Linked DNA regions of Ovis aries: region 2 is linked to region 1. Evidence: chromatin contacts called from public Hi-C data. All regions are on one chromosome and are shown on one strand. Each heading gives the region's core, a stretch centred on a gene start, on an enhancer-like site or on the middle of the called end of the contact. The rest is flanking DNA. Distances are from core to core; before and after follow the strand shown. Region 1 has its middle 100 kb from the start of TSPYL5. Region 2 overlaps SDC2 (syndecan 2).

Region 1 (4,307 bases), core at 1,129-3,628:
CGAAATGGTAAAATGTCATCCAGCGCTAGCACAGTGAAGGGGGTGTTCTTAAAAGGTAATTTGATTTGGAAGTGTTAGAATAAAAAAATACTTATCCATAGCAATATTGAAAACACAGTAGCATTCATGGAGCATCAACCCATACAACCATTCCAGACTGGCCAGGTATTTGTCACAAGGTTTGTCTGCCTACACACATACTCAAAAGTTAGGAATATTAAGAAAAAAAAAAAAGTCCAGAAGCATAGATGGGGTGGGTGAGATCGGAGTGTTCATACTCAGAGGGAGCCATTTGAAAATTCCTACCCTTAAGCCCTGAATGCTTATGGCAACAATTTGAACATTGCAAGTTCCTGTCTGGGTTATTCTGTTGAAACAGGGTTGAAGAACCGCAAAGGACCAACAGCGGTCAAAGGATAAAGATGCCAGCTCTGCATTCACCAGGTAGCCTGCTGGTCTCTGAGCCTGACTCTCAGTGTGTGGTCAGCAGAACTGCTGAGCATCATGCGTGCTTGCAGGTCCGGATGCTCTGGGTATGGGGGAGCAAGATCAGGAAAAGTCCGTTGCACAGGGTCTGGCATGCAGTAGGTGCTTAGTAATGAGCACAGTGGATTCTGAAGTGTGTATACATATTATTAAAATAGTTCTTTGGGAAGTGAGCTACTACATTTTGCCTGTCCTGGCTTCTGCTTTGTCCTCAGAATGTTGGAGGACGAGTGAGTGGGTTGGGAACTGAGTTCCTGGCTCAAAATCCAATGTTCTTGACAAAACACAAAATTTAGTTTCCAAGGGCTTCTGAAAGAAAATGTCTCATGCAGTTTCTTGGAAATAAGTGCTTCCCACCTGAGTGTGTTTTCAGGCACAGCTGAAGGCAGAAGCACCGGGCACAGAGGAGAGTGGGGAGGAAGATGTTGAAAAAGCTGTCTCCATCAACGTACTGATCCCAGGGACCAGGGAGCCGGCCCCCGGGGCAAGGTCTGTTCAGAGTTTTACCAAGATCCTCATTTTAAGAAATGAGTAATTCTGCTCATCTTGCTCCTGCCCGCTTCCCCCTACCAGTAGTTAATGATCCCTGTGGGCAACGGTCCCCACAGCTAATGAACCCAAACACGACCAGGCCTCCAGGCCCGCGCACAGGCCCGAAGGGTGCATGTGGCATCAGACTCCCCACAAAGCCTTTGCTGGGAGGGGACCGTTGTCACCAACCGTGGCCACCTGATTGACCCCTTCGCTGGGTGTCACTAAAACCCCTCAGCTCAGGCCATGGAGTTCTCCTTATAATTAACCTCTCTTTTGTAGCTAATGGTTCTTACAGATAAGGCTCTAGTGTAGGGCAGCCAGTAATTCACCAGAAGGCTTCTTTCCACCTATGAAATTAAGCATTGTTAAAAAGAGTCTTTCCGTGGCCCAATAGCAGCTAAATGTTGCTTAGAAAGCTCATGGCAAAAACCTATGTTACTCTGAGGACAGTTCTGCTGGACCTCGGTTTGATTTCATTGTTTTTCCCCTTTATTTATTTGTTTATTTTAACAACAGAAGGAACGAGGTTCATTCCCATTTAAGTGTGTTGTGTGATTGTAAATGGTGCCCTCCCATATTCTGGGGAATATCTGACCGGGGGTTGCTGGAAGCTGAGATTTCAGAGAACTTTCAACCCGAAAGTGATATTGTTATTAAGACAATTTCTAAGATGGAAAGCTGTATCATCCACCTGTGAATTCAAGGGCACAAACATTGAGGCTAAGGCAAAAAGGGCTAGAACTTTCCAACAGACAACCTGTTCACAGTTCCCACCAGAATGCCAAATAAGTAAATAAATACAAAAACAAACATACAAATAAACAAAAATTCCAAGACCCTGAAACAAGATAAAAAATGAATGTGGCATCTCCCAGCTCTGTAGGAACAACTGATTTGGTGATAATGACACTAAGAAGAGAGAGTATTTATTGCCAGTTGAGGCCATGCCAGACGTGGTTCTAAGCAGTTGGTAATGGTTCCCTTACATAATTCTAGGCCAACTCAATGAAGTAGTGGCTCTTAGTCCCATTTTACAGATGAAGACATTGAGGTGAATATACACAAAGCCGGAAAATGTTGGCTTATGACCAAGAACTGGTTCCTGGCCATGCTCCAGGCGAGTTCATACAGCAACCTGGGTAAGGATGTCCTCTAGAGACCAGTCTTGGGTGACCTGCTGACCTTCTTGGTTGTTGGTGGCAGCTTATGCTATATTTTCTATTACACAGCTTTAGAGTCCGGGAAAATTCTCCCTTTTAAAGCCACGTCTCCAATCTGTTCTATCTAGTCCCTCTTCAACCCAGTTGGTTTCTAGATACAAAGCCTGCAGCCATGTCAAACCAGAGGATGAGTAAGACAGAGTGTCCAATGAGCCTGCCCTGGGTTGATGTAATGTGTGGGCCTCTGGCACCCAGAAGATCAAAATCCAAGGTCCTTGCCCTTGAGGATTTCATAATCTGGTGGTGGCGACAGACATGTAAACAGACCTTTCCAAAACATGTCACAAATGTTATTATAATATGCACAAATAGCACTTAATTTGTACCAGGCACCGTTCTTAGCACTTTTCATAGATTTTTCTCATTTAATCTTCACAACAATCCCATGAGTAGCTGTGGTTATCATTTTGCTGACATAGTGAGAGGCTATGTGACATAGATGGAAGCGAAAAAGACAGGATTCTGAAGCCAGGCAGTTGGGCCCCATTTCTGCACTTTTAGCTGAGCTGCTCCGTGGTCTCCGCCGTGACGGAGGTGAGCATGGTGGACTGTGAGGGCACAGAGCAGGGACTCTGCAGCAGGCAGGGAAGGGCCTCGCCAGAAGAGGGGGCTCCCAGGTTGGGCGAACTGACCCACAGAACCCGTTTGTCCATGCCTGGGCTGGACATGGGTTGGGGGAATAGTAAAATGGTGCAGACCATATGTATGTGTTGTTGTCGGAAACAGCATGCTGGCAGCCTGGCAACCTTTTACATGCCTTTTGAATACAAGACCGAATGGCAAAAGGAAGACAAAGAATGGGCCCTACAGCCTGATGTCATATATGTAAATTAAAAATGCATGCACACAAAACAATATGTATGATATAAGAACACATATAAATGAAATGATTTCTATCAAACAGAGTAGCGTGGCTGCCTTTGAGGACAGGTGGAGAACAAAGGGGAGAAGAGGGATACGATGAAATAAAGAAAGAGAAACACGATGACAGTAATGTGTTGTGAACTGAAGAGAATAACTAAGTCAGCCTTGGGCCCCTGAGAGGAGGCAAGAGAGGAGGAAGAGGTTCCTCAGGGGCAGCTGCAAAACTCTCCTGAGCTAAGTTTAGCCCCTTCCTGCATCCTTCCCTGGGTGTGGTAGGGGCACCAAGTTGCTTTCTCCAGTGTGATCCTATGCCCTTCTTATCCCTGATTGGTTCAGGGATGGGTGCCTGACTCAAGCTCAGCCAATCAACTCATTTCCTTTTATAGACAGCTTTGATGCTCAGTAGAGGCACCCTAGTTTAGGGTAAAGGGCAAACTCCAGCCAAAGTAAATTACAACATGGCTTCCACTGCTGACCACGTGAGCTTGGGCACATGATTTAGCCTCTAAGTCCTGAGTTTTCCTGTCCATATTGTAGGAATATATAATACCCAACGTACAGGATTGTGTGAAGATTTCATGAATGAATGAAATCCGTGTACAGTGCTTAGAACAGTGCCTTCCTTAACAGGACTCTATAAATGTTGGCCATGACTGTTTTCTAGTGAAAAATGAAAGTTGCTCAGTCGTGTCTGACTCTCTGTGACCCCATGGACTACACAGTCCATGGAATTCTCCAGGCCAGGATACTGGAGTGAGTAACCTTTCCCTTCTCCAGGTGATCTTCCCAACTCAGGGATCAAACCCAGGTCTCCTGCATTGCAGGTGGATTCTTTACCAGGTGAGCCAAAAGGGAAGCCTGATTGTTTCCTAAGAACTTGGTAATTGAAAGACTAAAGAGAGGCCTGGATCTGGGCAGCTAATCAGTGCCAAGGAGTAAGTCACTTCCCTGTTGTGTGAAGTATTCTCATTATTTTATCCCCAGGGGTCATAGAAATATCATTGTTTTGTCTAATACTTGAAAGGTGAAAAAGGTTGGAAATTATTGCTAAGCAGGGGTCAGACTCCGGTTCAATTCCTGAGGCTTCACTATACTAAGACCTTGAGCTCACCTCATACCTCAGTATCTTTGCATTCTATCTGATACCCACACCCTCCCACCCCTTTTTGTGCGTGAAGTTAAAGTATATTTCTGTCAGCTATC
Region 2 (4,307 bases), core at 1,092-3,591, 650 kb after region 1:
ATACACCACAGGAGTTGAAGATATCAGTGTACAATCATTTTACTTGGCTACTGCATTCTCCCTCCTACTTCTGAGCAATACACTAGTAGTAAGCAAGCATAACTCTTCTCGGTCTCATCTATAAGCTTTAAGGTAGGGTTGGCAGTTTTATGAAACTAGTATTTGAGGGTGGTTTTCATGACATCACTCTGATAATGTTGACAGAACACTGACTACACGCCAAGCAGCAATCTCTAAGAGTTACAGATGTATCAACCCCTTAAGATGCATGACAACCCGATGTGGGAGGGATTATTATCATCTTCCATTCTATAAATGAGGAAACTGAGGTTCAGCCAAATTAAATATGTTTCCAAGATCTCACAGTTCAAGTAGCTGGGAGCTAGAATTCACACCCAGGCACTGAGTGTGCCCTTAACAGTTATGCCTCCTGCTTGCTTCCCTGAAGCACGTTCCAATAGAGTGTGAGTGTATGTGTGTGTAAGAGTGTGTGTGTGTAAGAGTGTGTTGTGTGTGTGTGCACATGCATACACAAACACAGAGATCAGAGATGAGTGTGGATGTAGCTAGCCTTACCCGAGCCTGATGCAGAAGCATAGTCATCATCGTCAATAGGATATACTCCTGAAGCTTCTTCAATGGAGCTGTTGTCGAGGTACATGTCTTTATCAGATGTCAGCTCTGCCCGCTGAGAAAGGAGAGAGAGGGGGTTCAGGATGGTGAGAAATTAGGAAAGAGTTTATTCATTCATCTCACTGTTCAGGCTTATACCTCAGTGACTACCTGTCCCTCTCTCCTGTTCCTTTAAACTGATTTTTGTCCCTACCTTTCCTCGGCACACCCTGACAAGTCACATGACGTCAAGGGCTGACCACAGACAATGCTCCTGAGGGAAACCTAACCCGGTGGATCCTCAGAAGATGCCTCAGAAGCACCTATCACGGGCTTATTTCCTCACTTCCTACTAAAGCTGTCTGAGTGCCAGTGGCCCCAGTGCTAGCTGGAGCCATCTGCTTTCCCAAAGTCACCGTGAGGCTCCTTGACTGGAAAAGCTGCAAGACAGTCAACTCATTTAAGACTTCCTTGGGGATGCATTAGGGTGCTTGGGAAAAATCATCTCCCAGGGATGTGTCAAGGTCCCTTAGACATTTACAGGCCTGGCCACACTCAGAGAGGCACCAGTATGGCCAGGAGCTCTCGGGGGCCATGCAGAGGCCAGCACCACACCCCGCCAGGAGCAGGGCCTGCGAGGCTGTGGACCAGGGCAAGCCCACCGCGAGCCGCATCTGGGGCCCACAGGCTTAGTGGAGCCTTAATGACAAATGCAGATAAACCCACAGGAGCACATTCTTTTTATATTCCTGGCACTGGGTAACAGCAAATCACACACTGAATAGGGAAAGGGATCATTCGCTAAGTTGACCAGTTCCACAGCTTCTTAGCTCTTCAGTAAGAGTTTTAGTATTAAAATTCAATCTAATCCTGTCAAGAGAGTCATTTGCATGAAGTGGAGGCTGAGTAGATGTATAATTTTTCTTAAATGGTTTCAGTAAATTGATATTTTACCACCAGTATCTCATGACAGCCCAGAAACAAATACAGCAGCCTGTAAGCCTCTAAAAACCCCTCGTGTTTGGGAAAAGGCAGCACTCATTATTGTCCTATATTTTAAAAATCAAATGGAATGTTTGTTTTTAACAGGAATGACAAAAAAATGTTTCCCTCATTACAGTGGCTTTCATCAGATTTCCTTTTATTGATAAAATAAAGCCTTCTTCTGCTCCAGCAGTCACTGGACTGGAACCTTCCACGGAGGACGCCGGGGCCACCCCATCACAGCACCACTTTCTTCTCTCGGGTTTTGACAGCTGATTGTAGAGACCGAAGTATCCTAAACCCAAGCTGGTGTCCTAAACCCAAGCTGGTGTCCTAAACCCAAGCCGGTGTCCTCCAGGCCTCAGTGACGACTACCGTGAAGGTATGGATGCCTGCTTTGCTCAAGCGGCCACATCGGCACGTTCTGAGAACTGACACCTTAATGAGGCCCTGGTTTCCCAGTAGCCTGGCCGGCAGGCACTGAATGACCACCCTGAGACAAGAGTGTGCTTGAATTTTCCTAGAACAGTCAGAGCTTAACTCTGCCCTCTGAGGCCATGCTTCATGATAGCAGTCTCCAAGGCTTTCACCAGTCCAGGCCGGGCTTCCCAAAGCTCGTGAACCTACAGTATCAGGAGCCGTGGGTTCCACAGCCCCACCATCGGCGTCACTGACCCTGGCAGTCTCTTAGCTCCTACAAGGGCAAGGACTGTGCTTCATACGTCCTCAGTTCACCCCACCCCCCACAATCACACCATCTGGGGGGCAGCAAGTGCTCAGCAAACAGCGCTTGGGCCGTTTGCTGTCCTGTGTGTATTAAACTTTGTCCTATGAACTCCACTGGCAGAGCCCTCTCATTCTTTCTCTCAAGTCCAGTCTACAAAACAGGCTCTGTTTTTTCAGACCTTCCACGTCCCCTTGTTAGAAACTACTATTTTAGATTTTTAGCCTGTGAACAATTGAAGACAAAGGCTCGGTGTTATTGTCTGGTGTGCATTGTCCTGTGGCCCCTCAGCAGAGCACACTTGGAGAAGGCAGGGCCTCAATGACCTAAGCTCTCTGGCCCTCTCGGAAGGCATGGGGATTCAATAAATATTTGCTGACTGAGATTACCTAAAACAAACTGGCCTTTGACTCAGGCTTCAGAGTTAACACATGTCACGAGTCCTGGGGGACTCCTACAGTTGATATCTTTCCATCCGAAGCCTCGGAGACCATCAGTCCCAAACTGTACACATGGACAGGGACCTATTTGCGCAACCTTGAACTTAAAAGCAGAAACCTGTTTGCCTTTTCTCAACACTGAATGATTTTTTCCTCTTGGCTCTGTCAAAGAAGTTGGAGGTGGCACGGGCCATGTGAAATATTTAATCCCTACTTGTAAACTGCAAGTCTATTCATTAGGTGACCCAGTTGCTAGACGGGCACGTCTGTCACACGCACAGGCAGATGGGCCAAAACACGTCTCCCAGAGGACTGTGGCCACCTCACGACTCAACCACACAGGCTGGCTTGACAAGCAACTCACTTCTCTATGACAACCAGCTCCTTAGGAGGAGGCTGTGGGACCTGAACTGCTACAAGACTTGGGCTCAGGACACATCTAAAGAAGCTGGCAGCCCCTCAGCCCCTCAGGCTCTGCGAGGCTCCAGGGCAGTCCTGGGGCTGATGGGATGTTTAATGTGCTCGAGGGCAGCTAAAAGGATTTGTTCCTCCATTGTCTGATGTGGTACCAATAATTATGACATCACACTAAAAGTTATCTCCTCCTCTGACATCAGGGGCACCAAGCACCTAAGAGGAATTGCCAATATCTGTCCTTCCATAGAGAGCTTCACTGGTGGCTCAGCAGTAAAAAAAATCCAATGCAGGAGTCGCAGGAGCTGCACATTTGATCCCTGGGTTGAGAAGATCCCCTGGAGGAGGGCATGGCAACCCACTCCAGTATTCTTGCCTGGAGAATCCCATGGACAGAGATGGGTACATGGACTGGTGGGTACAGTCCATAGGGTTCCAAAGAGTCAGATACAACTAAAGCAGCTTAGCATATGCGCGTGCGCACACACACAAACACACATACACACACACACAACCTTCCATAGTCTGATCTCATATAAGCAGGCTTCTTTTCCCACGGTAGCAGATAACGCTCAAAGAAAACCTCCACTGTCTTTTCCTCTTAACAAAAAATTCTTTGCAAACATGACAATTCCTTTGGTGAAGACTCCACACTCTGTGCAGAAAGGATTGCTGCAGTTAACATGCCCAGAAAGGGAAATGAATTCTGCACTCACATCCCCTGGGGGCAAGACACGCATCTTTCCAAAAGCCAAGAAAAGGGGTGACTCAAGACTATGGCTTCTACACCAGCCAACTGTGATTTGCCTCACTAAGCAGAAAACCCCAAGACACACGGAACACTCTTGCATTCGATGAGACAGAGCCCCTGGATGAAGGAAACCAATGGGGAGGAAATTTGCAGAGGCCCAGCTCGATGGCAGGACTTCCTATCGAATTTGTCTCACTGGGGACTGGCCGTGACCGAGGGGCAGCGTCAATACTGTTGGCTAACAGGGCTCAGAGTACAAGCTGGAAGAAAACCAAAGCTGGTCTTTCAGACCCTTCTCCCCTCAGCTGACTCGAGACATGCTGTGGGAGAGCAGAGGGAAGATGTGGAAAGCACCGAGGTACAATGAAGAGGAAAAGCAACC

Evidence for each region. A called contact is a pair of places that touch in the nucleus more often than the background predicts.
Region 2: a Hi-C map of liver shows a contact between it and region 1, with 9 times the contacts expected there. The contact joins two enhancer-like sites. A contact is called at or near these places in 2 of 16 Hi-C or Micro-C datasets (liver and mixed tissues).

The regions. Positions count from the first base shown.
Region 1 is chr9:79,859,958-79,864,264 of ARS-UI_Ramb_v3.0, forward strand. No RefSeq gene overlaps it. Among named protein-coding and RNA genes, the nearest start is that of TSPYL5, 100 kb to the left of the region's middle. Within about 2 kb of position 2,379, at least 1 of the 54 cell types and tissues checked has an H3K27ac peak or open chromatin away from gene starts, as enhancers often do. A contact at or near this core is called in liver, where this site is marked.
Region 2 is chr9:80,513,745-80,518,051 of ARS-UI_Ramb_v3.0, forward strand. SDC2 (syndecan 2) reads right to left here. Exons shown (of 5, transcript XM_015097914.4): 2 at 577-688. Among named protein-coding and RNA genes, the nearest start is that of CPQ, 55 kb to the left of the region's middle. Within about 2 kb of position 2,342, at least 4 of the 54 cell types and tissues checked have an H3K27ac peak or open chromatin away from gene starts, as enhancers often do. A contact at or near this core is called in liver, where this site is marked.